Regions from separate parts of the Arachis hypogaea genome. Here region 2 is linked to region 1. The links are chromatin contacts, called in public Hi-C maps. All regions are on one chromosome and are shown on one strand. The core of a region is the stretch at or near the end of the contact, and the rest is flanking DNA. Distances in the headings are between cores, read along the strand shown. Region 1 holds the start of LOC112720396 (vacuolar lysine transporter YPQ1). Region 2 has its middle 7.7 kb from the start of LOC112723801.

Evidence for each region. A called contact is a pair of places that touch in the nucleus more often than the background predicts.
Region 2: a contact with region 1 is called in a Hi-C map of leaf, with 2.3 times the contacts expected there. The contact joins the enhancer-like site here to the promoter of LOC112720396 in region 1. A contact is called at or near these places in 5 of 8 Hi-C or Micro-C datasets (leaf and an unstated tissue).

The regions. Positions count from the first base shown.
Region 1 is chr11:15,917,555-15,920,565 of arahy.Tifrunner.gnm2.J5K5, forward strand. LOC112720396 (vacuolar lysine transporter YPQ1) reads right to left here and starts at 1,385. Exons shown (of 12, transcript XM_025771334.3): 1 at 932-1,385; 2 at 204-246. The coding sequence starts at 1,155.
Region 2 is chr11:15,974,875-15,977,907 of arahy.Tifrunner.gnm2.J5K5, forward strand. No RefSeq gene overlaps it. Among protein-coding and RNA genes, the nearest start is that of LOC112723801, 7.7 kb to the left of the region's middle. Within about 2 kb of position 1,562, at least 2 of the 3 cell types and tissues checked have open chromatin away from gene starts, as enhancers often do.

The sequences.
Region 1 (3,011 bases), core at 135-2,634:
CAATTATATTTTTATGTGGCGATTCTTTTTTATATTCCTATTTTTCTTCATTAAAACACTTATTGACTATGTTGCATCTCTAGTTTCTGTGTTTATCCAGAGCATGATGGTTAGAGGAAACGTGGCCTCGGGACTCTCAGGACCACCACCTGCAACCTGACAAATATTTAAATAGCGTGTATATGGTTCAGGGAGTCACTCACCGTAGCTGGTTCCAAAAGGCAACCCACCAAGTTGAATATGTCACTGCATTCAAATATTTGTTTTATTAATAAAGTGAAACTACCAATTAAAGCAATTAGTGCCACTTTAAGTGGTTAAAATTGGGTTAGTGTATCCAAATAAAGAGTGCTACTTTTATTGACCACCAGTAAGGTTTCGCTACTTGGAAGATACTGCAATCGAATATATATAAATCACAGAATTCACAGGCCACTATGAGAAAACATGCAACTGGTGGCCTGCTGTGTATTTTGTTTTTATATATTACTATTAATTTTTTTAATATATTCGAAAGAAAAGAGATTATGGAGGGGTTAGTGATAGTACTGTCATTTAATTAATTAATTAATTAATTAAAAGACTTTATTATCATCTATCTTAAAAGGCGCATCGGCGCATGTTAAAACAAAAGCAAAATCTTTGATTCAAAAGCAAAATTTGCCAGTCTTTTTATACATTTAAAGTTTGCTCTTAAACATTCTTCAACAAGTACCCCTTAAATATATTTTAAAAAAATTATATCTAATTAAAAACATGTTTGTGAGTTAAGAATTTTAAGAGAAAAAGTAAAAATGGAAGGTGTATGTGTATGTAGTTTAACATTTATACTATAAACTTCCAAAATCGTACTTACGAAGTCACAAAGACACAAACAACACTTTCAAGTTCAACGAACCTTTTATCTTAAAAAGAAAGTTGAGGAACTCACCCGGCGACCCAAGTGAAGAGAAAGGCAAGGGAGACTCCATGGCTTGACTTGGTGCGAAAATTTGTAATAATCTGAGGGATTTCAGCGACTCCCCAACACACAAGACTTATGAGACCGAAACTGAAGGAGATGTCATCTTTCACATTGCAAAGGCAGTCTTTGAAGTATTTCTCAACCCATCTCAGACATGGCTTCCTCTCCCTCACACAATATGAGCCTCCCATTCTCTCTCTCTGCTTTTTCTTTTTTTTTTTCCTTAAACTATTATTTTATTTCTGTGATATGCGAGGTTCAGTTGAGCTAGTGTTTCTTCCCGAGATTAAAGCTGGTTTTAATTTATAGGAAGGGTGCCTCTAGAAATTACGAAATGAAACACTACCAGACTTAAATAGGGTAAAAGCTAAAAATTCATCAATGGTCATTTTTGTCTTTTTGAAATTGAATTGTAGATGCCGAAAGAAAAATGGGATTTTTTATTTTAATAAATAAATAAATTATAATAATGACCGAAATAAATAATTTAAAAAATATTTATCGAAATAAATATTTTTCTTTTATCTCATTTACATTATAAACGAGATAATTTTGTATAGATATAGATGAAATATACGTAATTTTTTCAATTTTTTTATATTTTGTTTACAATGTAAAAAATATTAAAAATATAAAAACATAAAAACATATATCTCGTTTATATGTATTTATAAATATAAAAATATATTTTCTGAAAATAATAAAAAATATTAATAAATTTTAAAAATAAAAAATTCGTACGATGTTCATGTTCCATTATGAGAATAAATACGTAACTGTGCCCGCTCCTAAAAATTAAAAGATGGGTAGCGTGAAATTGATAGATAAATAAGATAGAGAAAGAATAGGGAGATAATCGTTTAATTGTGTTAGGGAGATAAATAAAAGAGTGGAAAATAACCGTTTGCCAATTGTCAGGAGAGGTTGATGGGATAAATAAAACAGAGGAAGAATAGGAGAAATCGTATCGTTAGGAGAGGTTTGCTAATTGTTAGGAGAGATTGATGGGAATAAATAAGTGAAAGATAATCGTTTCAATTCTCTTCTCATTTCTTTCTGTTTTATTTTTCGTGTATCAACTTCATACTTCCCATCTTAAATATATTCTCATACAACAAACGAAATTTAAATATATTTCAAATTTTTATATACTCCCATGCAACAACTAAAATTTGAAATATAATTATATTTAAATTATATTTCAAATTTTTATGTACTCTTATCCAACAAACAAAATTTAAAATATATATAATTTGAATTTAAAAATTAATAATAAAGAGAGTACATAAAAAATTTAAAAATTTTATCCGTTAGAAACAATAGTATTAATAGTGGGGTAGTTAGAAAAAAGGTAATGATATTAATAGTGGACAGTTTAATAGTGCACTTATATGCTTTCACGTAAACGTGTTGACATGTTTAATTTTAATGGACAGTCCATCTTCCCTATCATTTAAAATGCACGGTTTATCTTCTCTATCATTTAAAATCGTTCATTTTTTTTATTATTTGAAACGTTCCATTTTTAAGAGTTTTGTCCAATTTAAATCATTAATATTTTTTATTATTTTCAAAAATTATATTTAATTTATAACATGTATCTCGTTTACACTGTAAACGAAATAAACAAAAATGGAAAAACTACACCTATCTCGTTTATACGATAAACGAGATAAGAGAGGGATATTTATTTCGGTAAATATTTTTTAAATTATTTATTTCAATAATTATTATAATTAATTTATTTATTAAAATAAAAAATCCAAAAAAAATGTCAGGTGACTAGGTAAACAATATAAATATTGAACAATATGAATAACGGTTTTAAAAAATATTAAATTAATTATTAAAATTAGATTCCCAATTTATTAAAATAATCAATTTTGAATTTAAATTAGAAAAAAATGTAGAGAAATAATTTTTTTTAACAACCTAAACAATAAGTTAAGAGTTAATACTAAATTTGGTCCCTGAACTTACACGCGAGTCTCAATTTAGTCTCTCAAGTTTCAATTGCCTCTATTTAGTCCCCAAAGTTTATAAATGT
Region 2 (3,033 bases), core at 312-2,811, 57 kb after region 1:
ATTTTTTGTTTCACTGTTATCATATTGGTAGAAGATTAGAAACCAATTTTTAATTAATAATCAACTAATATTTCTTTTTTTTTTTTTTTTTTTTGCTACTTATTACTTTATGCTCATTGTTAGTTAAAGAAGAGTTCACTCTCTATTAAAACCGGATTATATTATGAAAAATATTAGAATTAATTTTTTTTATCAATATTAATGAATATTTTGAATCAATATTTTATTTTTATATTATTAAAATTTATAATTAATTAAATATTGGTTAAAAATGATAAATTTTGTTGATTCTATTGTATTACTCTTTTATACTAACATTTCATGAGTAAAGACCTAGCTTGCGGTTTGTTTTCACAAAGTATAAGGTGTTTATTGTTTATAAAAAAAGGGATATTTCGATCTTCTAACTTTTTTATTTTAGGATAATGTGATTCTTCTGTCAAAATATTTATTAAATAATAATGGAAATTAATTTTGTAGAAGTTTTATTTGTAATTTGTGGGGAGTTTTAAATCTTCCACAAATATTTTTTCAATGATATAATCAACTATGATCACTATTATCACCATCTTCTTTATTCTCATCATTATCAATTTTACCTCTACTATTTATGTTGTATAACCATATTTTGTCACCATTGTTATTTCTTTTACTTTCATCGTCACCAATACAAATATCATCAATATTAATATTATCTTATTTCATTTATTGTTCGATGTTATTTTTTCTCTTTAAAAAGTCTTCGTGCTGCAATTACTTTTTTCTCCTGCGATATCATTTTCAGCAATGATCTTTCTCCACTTAACCATCGGTGAAGGAATTTTTTAAAAATAATTTATTAATAGTTTGTAAGTGTTTAAAACCCCCCAAATTACAAATAAAACTCCCACAAAATTAATTTTGTTACTATTTAACATATTTTTTAATAAAGGAGTCATATTGTCCTAAAATAAAAAGGTTGAGAACTGAAATGTCCCCTTTTTTTTACACAGACGTCTTGTCCTTCGTAAAAATGGACAAGGGTCGGATGGGATATTTACTCAACAGTTTTATACGTACATTTAATTACATATCATTATATTAATAAAAATAATTATTTGTCAATGAATTATAACTCAAATAGCATAGTCTCCTTATATTCATTTAAGAGGTTACGGATTCGAATATCTCTATCTTCGTTAAAAGAAAAATAAAATAAAATGAAAATAACTATTTTTTATCTTGACAATATAAATAGTTATTTAAAAAATTAATGCATTAAAATTAAACTCAGAAAAAAATTATAAATCTTTCACTAATAGAGTTCGACTAAATTAAAAGGAAGGCGTGCCTAATTTGTGAATAATACTCTATTCATTAGAAAGGCTACCAGTCATAACAATGTTCCAGTAGAACAGAAGCCTAAGGGCTAAGGCAATACAGATAATGAAAGATAAAATTGAGGATGTCCCTTGGTGAATGTGGAACTTTTTGGGCCTCTATGATTGTTAGATGTAGGACACCGCCTTAGCAAATTTTTATTCTTGTGGGGCTAATATTCAAGACGTTTTATATCAAAATCAAACCAACACAACTAGAAGGATATGATTAGAACGACAGAACGAATAAGACACTGCTCGAGTGTCATCAACGAATGCGTTAGTGCGTTGCAATCATGAAATAAAAAACAGCCAAACAGGACAACAAATTTTAAAGAAACGGCGACGGTGCGCTGCAACTTGGTCATTAAAGTTATATACCACGTCTGCAAAGTGATCTTGTTCATGTTGCCTTCGTTGTTATCCATTTCCTCCCGAGCACATAATATTGATTGGAAATTTGTCGTATATATTTTGAATTTAAATTCCATATAGAATTAATATAAAATAATTTTTTATATATATCAAATTAAAATTTAATTTTGATGTACTGTATAAAATAATTTTATATTTATATTTAATTATGTAATACTACATAATAAAAATAATTATCTCTTATACCGATTACTGACTGTGTGAATAGTCATTTAAAAAAATAAATATGATTATACGACTTAATAAAACGCTTTATACTATCAGTACATCAAAATTAAACTAATCTAATAATATAATTTATGAATTAAATAATTATATAAAACATTTTATATTATTAATATATTAAAATTAAGCTGATATATTCTAAGTGTACTTATTTTTATTCTTTATTATTTTTAATATCAAATTGACACCATTATTGACTCATCACCTTTAGGCTTTAATGCTCTAACCAATTACGGTTCAATCATATCATATATCTTACATAGTTCCAGCAAAATCTATCAAATGAACGTAGAGGCCCACACACAGATTTATCATACATTTGTTAGGTACATAATATTTATGTGATTTTATTTAATAATTTAATTTTTAAAATAAATAGTTTTATCATATAAAATAACATATAGTTATGTATAATCACACATAAATAATTTTACGACACTCTGTTTTTACAAACAAATTAATTATAAGATACAAAGTTAATCTTGTAGTTCAATGTAACTGTTTTTTGGTTTAGGAGAATTAGTTTGTAATATGATATAAGAATTTTTATAATTAAAATATAAAATAGGTTAAATTTTCTTATTTTTATTCTTCTTAATAAAAATAAATAATTTTAAGCACAAAATACAGAAGAATTTGTGTAGTCTATACCTTAAATTTAGAAAAAGAAAATGAACAAAAAACATGTCAACCAGCATAAAAGTAAAGTAATCACATACATATCTTAATTTATCTAGCAGACTAAAGTTTTGAAAAAGAATTATTTCATAATATTTGAATCAAATGAGTGTGCACCTAATTCAATATGATTTAGGAATTTATCACACAAAATTAAGATGTCATTATCGTAGATTATAATATGGAGGGAAAAAATCGATCAGAAGCAGCAACGTATGGAACATGTTGAAGTCTGCGCCAATTACGAAAAACTGGAAAAGATTGAGAAGAGAATGAGAAACGTCGTTTCGTTGACAAGCTGCAAACATGAAACAACTGGTTGTCGCATCTTGTCTTG